Linked DNA regions of Mus musculus: regions 1 and 2 are each linked to region 3. Evidence: chromatin contacts called from public Hi-C data. All regions are on one chromosome and are shown on one strand. Each heading gives the region's core, a stretch centred on a gene start, on an enhancer-like site or on the middle of the called end of the contact. The rest is flanking DNA. Distances are from core to core; before and after follow the strand shown.

What was found. A called contact is a pair of places that touch in the nucleus more often than the background predicts.
Region 1: a contact with region 3 is called in a Hi-C map of ventral hippocampal neurons, with 2.5 times the contacts expected there. The contact joins the enhancer-like site here to the promoter of Slit2 in region 3. A contact is called at or near these places in 7 of 39 promoter capture datasets (the 3T3-L1 cell line, 3T3-L1-derived adipocytes, cancer-associated fibroblasts and 3 more), 29 of 484 Hi-C or Micro-C datasets (the 3T3-L1 cell line, 3T3-L1-derived adipocytes, the C2C12 cell line and 14 more), 6 of 115 datasets of contacts at active chromatin or transcription factors (the NIH/3T3 cell line, PVALB interneurons, craniofacial prominence and 3 more) and 1 of 9 other capture datasets (liver).
Region 2: a contact with region 3 is called in a Hi-C map of the N1E-115 cell line, with 6 times the contacts expected there. The contact joins the enhancer-like site here to the promoter of Slit2 in region 3. A contact is called at or near these places in 2 of 39 promoter capture datasets (the 3T3-L1 cell line and cranial neural crest), 14 of 484 Hi-C or Micro-C datasets (the C2C12 cell line, the N1E-115 cell line, adipose-derived mesenchymal stem cells and 9 more), 6 of 115 datasets of contacts at active chromatin or transcription factors (embryonic forebrain, embryonic midbrain, embryonic stem cells and 2 more) and 2 of 9 other capture datasets (adipose tissue and pancreatic islet).

The regions. Positions count from the first base shown.
Region 1 is chr5:48,128,015-48,131,474 of GRCm38.p6, reverse strand. All of the region lies in intron 4 of Slit2 (slit guidance ligand 2), which reads right to left. Among named protein-coding and RNA genes, the nearest start is that of Mir218-1, 94 kb to the left of the region's middle. Within about 2 kb of position 1,279, at least 3 of the 459 cell types and tissues checked have an H3K27ac peak or open chromatin away from gene starts, as enhancers often do. A contact at or near this core is called in ventral hippocampal neurons, where this site is marked.
Region 2 is chr5:48,233,039-48,236,458 of GRCm38.p6, reverse strand. It overlaps Slit2 (slit guidance ligand 2), which reads right to left. Exons shown (of 36, transcript NM_178804.5): 18 at 978-1,121. Among named protein-coding and RNA genes, the nearest start is that of Mir218-1, 11 kb to the right of the region's middle. Within about 2 kb of position 1,833, at least 4 of the 459 cell types and tissues checked have an H3K27ac peak or open chromatin away from gene starts, as enhancers often do. A contact at or near this core is called in the N1E-115 cell line, where this site is marked.
Region 3 is chr5:47,981,437-47,984,707 of GRCm38.p6, reverse strand. It overlaps Slit2 (slit guidance ligand 2), which reads right to left and starts at 1,553. Exons shown (of 36, transcript NM_178804.5): 1 at 1-1,553.

The sequences.
Region 1 (3,460 bases), core at 30-2,529, 150 kb before region 3:
AACATGGACCACACACAAGAATGGATGGTTAGGACTCATTATTTCTACTTCAAGATATAAAAATGTCATCAATGTTGGCATTGCTCAACATTTTTTTTTCACTGCATACGGCTTTCATTGCTTGCTATAAACAGCCATCTTCCCTACCAAATTCTTCCCATATGGTCTCTGAATCTACTCTCCTATAATTGGGCTTTGTAAAGATAAGAAACCCAAAGCCGAGGAAAGCTTTTCGTAACCCCAACGATAGCATAAACCACAGTTATAGCTGAAATAGTGTCATGAAATTGAAAAAATAATGCAAGTTGCTATAATGTTTGGTTTGTTGAAATAATCATATATTGACAATCACTAAAACTAATATTTTATTTCTGAAATCAAGCAGAAGTATACTAATAATACCAGCACTTCCCATTATTTTTCCCTTCAATATTAAGCATGCATTGTTTATTCTACTCTTTGTTAAATATGCAAGACATCCTAATTCACAAATTTAACTCCTGACCTCATTTTGATCACTGTGCTAAAATGCAAGCAATGGAAATGCTTTGAAGATTTTTTTAAATAGTATATCATCTATATCTAATGCAGAAACAGTTCCAAGTTATATAATTTCAGCCATCTCATTGAGATGGCAAATCAAAATGTACTATGGAGAGAAATCCAGGTCCAAAGAAAACCAAGAGTGTGTGGGAAACACCTCTGAGATGTAACTAAATCCCTGTGAAAATGAGCCAGGGAAGTAACAGCCTAGTGCGATGGGTGGGGCTTATCCCAGACATCCATGAACATAACTGTGAACCGACTTTACACTGTAAAGTTTCCTGACAAACATCAACAAGAGACTAAACACAGATGTGCCTAAATGATCTTGTATGAACTCCAAGAAGTACTGTCAAGAGGGAAAAAAGGAAGGACTAATCTTGGGAAATATTTCTCAGGAATTATAAAATGCTTGGTATTAAACACTGGAGTTGGTTATGGTAGGCTTCAATATCGAATCACAAGACTTACCACTGCTCACAGGATTACCATTACTTGTGTTGTAAACAAATCCATCTACATTTTTCTGGTCTATTGGTGAGATGAGAAGGCAATATGGAAACTCCCAACACTGATTGTACATACTTTGTAAGAAATGATTGCAGCTTATTTTAAATGGCTTTATAATAAAGTCTGACACATGATTTTAAGGAAATTCAGCACAGAATCTACAACCATCTTCACCACTCCTTCCTTCTTATGTGTTGCTCCTTTTAATGCCAACAGGAAATCAACAACAGAGGAGAGACATATGGTGTGGGGAGGGGCAGCAAGCGCATCGTGAATCAGCTCTCTTCAGTGTAGGCGGAAAATAAAATGTTTATATTTTTAAATGTTACTACAAAATGTTTCGTTGGCAAAGGGAGGAATTCTAAGCATTGTGTAAGGATCCTATTAGTGTCATTTCTTAATATTCTTTGGATCAGCCAGTGTAGCTGGCTCCTTTCAAAAGGCAAATCCTGATGAGTATTTTCTAGTGATGTCATTCTTTAGACTCAGTGATATTTTTGATTAGCTTTTCCTTTTACTCTTTTGTTCCAGGTGCAAGTTAGAGGAAAGCAAGAACGGGTCATAAGAAAGCTGAGGATACCACTGCCAAAGAATAGGAAGTGTGAGGCTAACCCGAGGGTGTACTGCTCCCAAGTGTTTGTAATCTGGGAATCTACAGTGAGGAAAGATTGTAGTCTATTTACAGTGAGTGATCTCTACCCTGTGCCTGTGTCCACATGCAGTGAAGAGAGAGTGGGCAAGAGGAAGCGCTCGGCCGTCTGTGCTTATGATTTCCAGTTTCCAGATCTCAGTACGGAGCCCATCAGCTTGTGTGGGTATCTGACTATTGCTTGTGAAAATAAGTGGTGGTTATTACTCTTTTTCCCTATTTAGCTCTCTTGAATGACTTTGATTTTCAACCTTAAACGAAGCTTCTCTGTTCCATGTGTCTCTGTCCAGTGTACTCCTCTTTGATGGTCACTACAGTAAGGGAAAGAAAACAGTGCTGCGGCTGATTCCTTGGACCTCATAGACACATATATACATTTTTAACTATTCAGTTTGCGGTGTGGGAGAGAAGGCTCAGTGGTTAAGTGCTCATACTGCTCTTGTAGAGGATGCAAATTGGGTGCCCAGCATCCATGTAAAACAGACCACAAGCCCCTGTAACTTTAAGTCCAAGAGGACCTGACAGCCTCTTCTGGCCTCCATAGGCGCCTGCACTCATGTGCAGATACAAACATGTGCATCTGGGAGACACAATTTTTTTTAATAATAAAATAAAAAGCTTAGATATTTAATGCATCTATTGCCTTCTATTATGGTATTATTGTAAGAGCTACAATTTATGAGATGTAATATATAAAAACCCTGAACAGATTTACACATAAAAATTAGAAATTTTAGTTTATTACAGAAAATGCATAAACAGAAATGATAAATGTGATGAAGTAATACTAATAAAATGTAAAATAAAAAATAAAATTATAACCTACTTATAATATGTATCATTTGTGTTCAAAGCAATATTTTTTCTTTTGTTTTTTCTTTTTCGAAACAGGGATTCTCTGTATAGCTCTGGCTATCCTGGAACTCACTTTGTAGACCAGGCTGGCCTCAAACTCAGAAATCCACCTGCCTCTGCCTCCCGAGTGCTGGGATTAAATGTGTGCACCACCATGCCCGGCTTATTTAATTTTTTTCTTACCAACTTTAATGTACATTTGTAAATATTTTCTTTTTCTTACAGGCAATGTAAATATGCACAGATGATATGTACATACTTCTTCAATATATATTCCCTAACTGCTGAGCTTTTTTGTATGTGTGAAAGAAAAGAAGAAAAAAATTTTAAAACCATTTCATAATGATGAAACAGGATTTTCTTAAATTTGTGATTGTCTGTATCTTGAGATAAAATTATTATTTGCCCACCTCGTGCAAATTCATTTAAAGTTACCCAAAATAGAAAGACCTATTCACAAAGGGAGACTCTGAGAACTCAGTAATACAAAAGAGCCCAGAGCTCAGAAATAAAATAACTCAGAGCTTTCAGTACACAAGTAACCTTAACAACACTGTTTTCAAGAACAAAATTTCCTAACATTTACTATGGTCTGTTGAGTATGCTAAAGATTAGTCAGGTAGACTTCATCTAAACTTCAAAGACATTGTGTGGAATTAGTCTCTTACAAACTTCATCCAACAGAGAACAACCCTAAACTCAGTAGTTTAGGGAATATATATTCAATAAATATATAATATCATTTCGACATGTTTACATTGTCTGTAAGAAAAAGAAAAGTCCATAGGCTTTTTATTTGTTCAAATAAAGTTAAATATGTAAACCGGCACATCAGCCAATAACAAATTGAACATTAAACCTGCCTAAATCACTTTGATAATTTTACAAAGTCAGAGTTTTCCA
Region 2 (3,420 bases), core at 584-3,083, 250 kb before region 3:
CATTCTGTTGAATTAGGTTAGGACTTAGAAACTGCTGTGACAGGGAAACCATCAGTTAATAGAGCTGTGATAGCAAACAACTTGTTGAGACATAAAAAAGGCCTGGAATTCATTGTTCAAAGTTTATTTTTAAGCGTTTTTTTTTTTTGAGTTCTGTTTGTAGACATAGAACTATTCTCAAGTTTCAAGTTGTCTACATAAAATATTTCCTGAAATAGGCTCAACTCATTCTGTCCAAATTTTTCAAAGTCATAGTAATTGGCCTCTGGTAAATAGCTTTTACTTTCAATCTGTTCATCTTTATATTCTCTTGTCACCAAGAATGATTCTTTTAGAGTATAGATGGTTGGTAATAAATCTATCAATTCTGTTTTTATAATACTTATGTTAAAATGTTTATTGTTTAGAATATGAGAGGACATCTGGGACATTTGCTTGTTCAAGTTAGAATAATTTATAATTCTAAATTTAAGCTACATCATTAACTCCATTATTATAAAAACAACTAGCTGAAAAATACTATATCAAATTTTATGTAATAAACATCATAGTAATTTTAGAAAAATTAAAGCAAGGCTAAGATAAGGTTGTCCTTTTACAAATGCCTAAATACAAGGTTAAGTGTTATAGAATGTTTAGCAATTAATTAAAAATTAAGGGTAAGAAATATAATACACTATTGCAAGCCATAGATAAAAGCAGCAGTTTTCAACCTGTGGATCATATCCCCTTTTAGGGGTCCAAGGACCCTTTCACAGGGGTCACCTAGTACCATAATGTTTATGGTATTAACATAATATTTACATAAACATAAATATTTACATTATGATTCACTTCAGTAGTGAAATTACATTGTGAAGTAGCATCGAACATAATTTTATGCCTGGGAGTCACTACAACGTGAAGAGCAGTATAACTATGTCATGGCACTGGGAAGATGGAGAGCCACTGGATGAAGGCAATGCTTTTCTGCTTACAGAGTGGATAATGAATGGAGAGAATCAAATGCTCCTGGTGCCACTGTGGTAATTTGATTGTCATATAAAGAGAGCAGACGCACAGAGCCGAGTCCTATGAAACTGTCGTTCCCAACACAGCTTATTCGATTACTTCTCAGCATCCTGGGGGAAGGAAAAAGACATTGTTTGGAGATGAAATATCAGACATTCAATTTTGCCTCTCTGAGAATCAAAAATCATGCCTTTATCAAATATGTAGCATTTGTTACTATTTTGAACGTCTTTCCCCCTAGGGGTGGCTATATTCTGGAAGCCATCCTGGCTGAATAGAATGCATAGAATCACCAGTGCCTTTATTAAGCCGCAGAAGACATGTCACCATGTGGATTTGCAGTCCTATGATGAGGATAACATGTTTTCTTTTGATGATATAATTATGTTTGCCTGATCACATCATGTCCTAAGTCACCTACTCAGAGTCCTTGGAGCCCAGCGATTTGTGTATTCAGAAGAGTATGACATTTGAGATGGAAGAGAAGGAGGGAGGGAAGAATCAATAGGCAATGCAGACGGAGAACTGAGGGCATTTCAGGGACTTAGTGACTCACTGTCTGACAAGAACAGAGGGAGTCAAGCGTGACTGAGCATCCACCAAGCCTGCATCCGATTGTTTTATTTATGAAAAAATCTGTCCATAGTTTCAAGTTCAGAACTCCCCAAAGGAATAAATGCAATATACAACAAAGGTTAAATAGGTTGGCCTTGAATAAACTCTACTTTTGACATTGTCATTAACAGGATTAACAGTGTTGTCATTTCCTTGCTGCTGCTAAAGCACTGGCTTAGTTCCCAGTTCCTTCCTCTCTGAGCTGTTTATCGGGTGGTTTTCAAGAAGGAAGAAACCCTCATTTACAAATCTGTAGTTGCATTACCTATTATTCAGAACTCATGAAAAATTAATTTATTGATCTTTCCACACTCAGGGTAATCACTCCACCAGAAGAAGGAGGCAAATATAAAAAGAGAAACATTATGCTGGCTAGTTTTATGTCAACTTGACACAAGCTATAGTCGTTAGGAAAAAGAAGACCTCAGTTGAGAATATAACCCTAGAATATTGGTCTGTGCACAATCCTATTTTACATTCTTTTTGATTGGCCATTGGTATGGGAAGGCTGAAATCTGTGGGCATGTACCACCCATGGATTTGATTGGTAGACTGAACAATTCATGAAAAGCAAGCCAAGCAATCAGCACTCATTTAGGACCTCTGCATCCATTCCTGCTTCCAGACACCTGCCTTGAGTTCATGCAAACACATACACAGTTCCTTCGATAAGGAACCATGACCTCAAAGTATATGAGTAAGTAAATCCTTTCCCTTCCATTTTTTTTCTTGGTCATGGAATGATATCACAGCAAACAAACTCTAAGACAGATGATGAAAATGTTGTTGCTTTAAAACAATATGTTCAGTAATAAACAAAAAATAAAAATATTCTATTTCTTCTTAGCCATAGATAAGAAGAAAGATGGTGCCCTCCTATCCAGGCATCACTGGATAGTCAGAAACAAATGCACATGTCCTTATCAGCAATTTCCTTTGTCACGAATAACGGAGATAAGTGGGCTTTATCTTACTGGAGTTCTGAGACCCTTGAGGGAATTGAAAAAAACTTCTCTTTTGAAAAAAATTCCAGCACATGAATAGAGCCAGCTTTGCCTGATGTCTGATGTCTCAGGACATTTCATAACTTGTTGAACTATGCACATGTATTGCTAACTATCCTATTATTGCTGAGGAATTCAAATGTTCAGAATACCAAACCTCAGAGACTGTGTAGAAGGATAGATCTAGACACTTCTACTCTCGTAGATGGAAACCACAAGTTTGACTCTCAATTGCTCTATATTTCTTGGAACAACTGAACTGAGGAGAAAGAGTGCGGGTACAACATAAACAGGAGAAATGCATCCGTAGAGAGAAAATGGAGAAAGCTGATTTCAGAGAACTTTTAGGCAGTATTCTGTTTTTGTATCTACTCAAAATAAATACTTTGATATGCTGTCCAGGGTGATACTACAGACTGAATTATGACTCCCCTAATTCACACATTGAAGCTCTTATCACCTAATTTGACTGCCTTTGGAGAGAGCCTATATCATTTTCTAAACTTTTATATAAAGAGAAAGACACCCTGAAGACCGCATACATCTCACTTTCTCTGCTTATCTCTACATAAGAATGCAGACTGAAGGCCATGTGCATCTACAGCAGTAAACTAGGCAAGAACAAAGCCTGTAGCTTAGAAGATGGACTGAAAAAAAACTTGAATTTCATGGTGAATATCTATATCCAGAAACATGAGAGATGTGTGTGCAGTGTTCAGTCTGTGGTATCGTGCTGTGGCAGCACAGATGGGCTGATATGGATAAATTTCTAACCGGTTCCCCTTACCTT
Region 3 (3,271 bases), core at 304-2,803:
CTACTTGCAGTGTCCGCGAAGATGCAGAGGCTGGTTGCTTGAGGACAAGGGAGGACTTCTGATCCCACGAACCCTCTAGCAAATCCGATTCCAGTGGAAAGAGTACAAGGCTGAGGAGGGAACTTAAACAGTAATGGTGGCCCTGATCAAAGTGGATTCCCCCGAAGCTAGAAGGCGCAAGGGCCTGGCAGGTCCAAAGCAGAGCCCTCGGAGAGACTGGTCATGGCGCGCGTGGGGGCGCACCGGGTATTCAGACAGCCTTGGGGGTGCCGGGCGGTGATGCGGGGCTCAGGGCTCAGCTCCCGGGGCCTCTCCACTCCTGCGGCACAGCAGCAGCCTCAACCGTCTTCTCCACTTCCCGACAGCCAAGGATGGCTTGCACACACACATGCACTTCACTGGAGGATATCTTGGCAATCCCGCCTCCCTCCCGGCGTCCTTGGCGACGCTCTGCACCAGGGCCTGCCCCTGAGGTCACACAGAGAGACAAAAGGGCAGTCGGACTGCTGCAGCCTTGCAGGAATATCCACTAGTCCTCACTCCTGCAGTGGGGAAAAATCCAGTAAGCCAAGTTGAGTAGGAAAGGTCCTCTAGCTTGGGCAAGATTTGCAGATAGGCGAGCCCAGAAGAGCAAAGCAAAGACTAGGTGTCCGCGATGCCAGTGCTGCTACTGTGCCCTGATGGATGACTACTAGGTAGAAGGCAGAAAGATGGGGATCTGCTACCCTGGCAGACCCCAGGCGACAACCGAATGGCAGTAGAGTGTGCGCGCTCTTGTCAGCCACTCTGGTCTCCGGGATACGCCGCAGCTCCGCAGCACACACCTGACGGCACAGGTAGAAGAAACAACAGCCAACAGCGACGTCCTGCTGTATGCAGCCTCTCAGCCACCCCTCGGGCAGCCCCTACAAGTGGGTCCTCAGCCTCAAAGTGCAGGAAGTTTCCCCAGGCGTTGGATCCGGTCACCCACTGTCACGGGAGGAGTCCAGCCGCAGACGTTGAGATGCCGCTTAGCCCCGGACGTTGCACCTGACTCGGCGACCACAGACTAGGCAGCGCTTGGCTTCCAGCCCCTTCCCCTCTCAGGGAGGCTTTCGGCACTCGCGGTTCCCGGGAGGAAAGTGGAGAGAGAGGGAAGGCGGAGACTGAGCAGGGACTGGCGCTCCAGAGCCCCAGGCAAGTGTCTAAACAATAGGACGGACTCCGCAGCCTAAGTCTCGCCTGGCTGCTGGAAGGTGGGTTGTTGTTGTAACTGGAGTTGTCCGCTCTGGCTGCTGGGCGCTGAGCGCAGCCAAACAAAAAGACCCCAGTCCGCGCCTCTGGAGTCGCCTGTGGGCCCCCGGGACGTCCCCTTTTTCTCCTCAGTACTCCCGCAGCCTCAGGAAAGCTCGGCAGCTCCGGCCTGCGCCCTGAAGCCTGGGCGCTCCCATCCCTCGCCGCCGCCGCCGCCTCCTTCTCCTCCTTTTTTTAAACCACCGTCTGCGGCAGCCACAGCCGCCGCCTCCTCCAGCCTCCGCCGTCCAGGCGCTCCGTAAATAAATAAGCCCAAGTCCGAAGTTAAAGCGGCCGCCGGTCTTTATATAGCAGCCGGAGCCCCCGCCCTTGGCTCCGCCCCCGCAAGCCTCGCCCCGCCCCCTGGCCGCGCGCGGAAAGCCTGCACCTCGCCCGGGAGAGGTGAGGCCCAGGCTGGCAGCTCCGGCTGCAGACAGCGGCGCGCGTTCCCGTACGCCCCTGCTCGCGCCCAGACTCCTAGGATCCAGCAAACTTGGCCACCAGAAAGAAGAGCTCGGGTCTCCTCCACACAACTCCTTGGCCTCAGAGCTGACCAGAGCCCAGAAACCGAGGTTCCCAGCGGGAGAACGAGGAGAGGGGCAGCTTTGAGGACAGCTCATAAATAAATGGAGAAGGCAGAGCCTCTGTTGTAGCTTTTTGAGTCGCGATCCTAAAGGGGACCGCTCTGGGCTTGCAACACTGAAAGAGAGAAAGAGAGAGACAGCGAGATTATGATTTTAAAATTAAAACAAAAACAAAACAAAACAAGAAAACTCTACTGAAATAGATCTGCCTCCGTGAGCGCGCATTTTATCCCCCCCCCCCCCCCCACACACACACATTTTGTTTGGGTGGCTTCAAAGTTTAGAGTTGTAGCAAGTTGGGAGTAGTGTTTTCAACCTTCTCTCTGGCCTTCCCATCCCTAAGCCACCGTCTTCGGTTAACCCTTTCTTTATAATCACTTACTTAAAAAACGCCATGGTGAGGGATTTGGTTGCGTGGGCACTATACAAACTCACACAACTCCAAGGGTTTGGATAGGTCCCTACGGTTTTACTCTCTTAGCTGGCAAAGGGAAGAGGAAGTAAATCCTAGCGATGCCCATTATACTAGAAGGCTTTCCTTAATTCAGTGCCTAACTGGACACCCCACCCCCATCCCCACCTCACCCCTACCCCCATCCCCATCCCCACCCCTGCACTGTTTTGAAAATGAATTTCCTCCTTCCTTCTTGTCTCTTCAGTGTGATGTCTGGCAGTAGTCAGCATCTCTCAGCAGACACCAACGCCGCTATAGGTTTGAAATAACAACTAAATGAGTCAGCTTCTTCCCTTGCTTTTAATTTCCTCATCTTCTTTGCCTGTAGTCACGTTCTACTTTGTGCCAGCCCCTACCATAAAGTCAGTTTTACAGTAAAGTATCATTCGTATAAAATATCTGACAAACCTTGACCGCGAAGTCGGCCCAGTTCTCTTTAGCATTTTTTGGCATTTAACAAGCTACCTGTAACTTAATAGGTTTCCTGATCAGTGTTTTATTTCATAAATATGAACCGTGAAATCCCTCCAACATCTTTATTTTTGCCTATTTAAAAAATTTTTTTTCAGGATATCTTTCTCAGGTCATTTTGCCTGCCACTGAGATCCAAAAGCCCTTCAGAAGATATTGTCAAAGACAGGCTGTCCCCTCATAAAGTAGATTGGAACTCTTGGTATTATTCATTTGAATGCCATTTATTTGTATGGCACCATTCTTAAAAAGACTTCAGAACATTTGACATTCATGCATTCATTTGTCCTTCTAGATTTTTGCTTAAAGGTCTGTTATATAACTAACTTCCTTGAAAAGAAAAGAGACACCATAGTCACGTCTCCTTATGACTTGAAACACAGAACACATGTCTGTTGCAAAACAAATCGTCACTGATGAAGGATTCCCCCAACTAGTGAATTTTCTTTATAATAATAAAGTATGTAATTTAGGCATGGTTTTTACATGC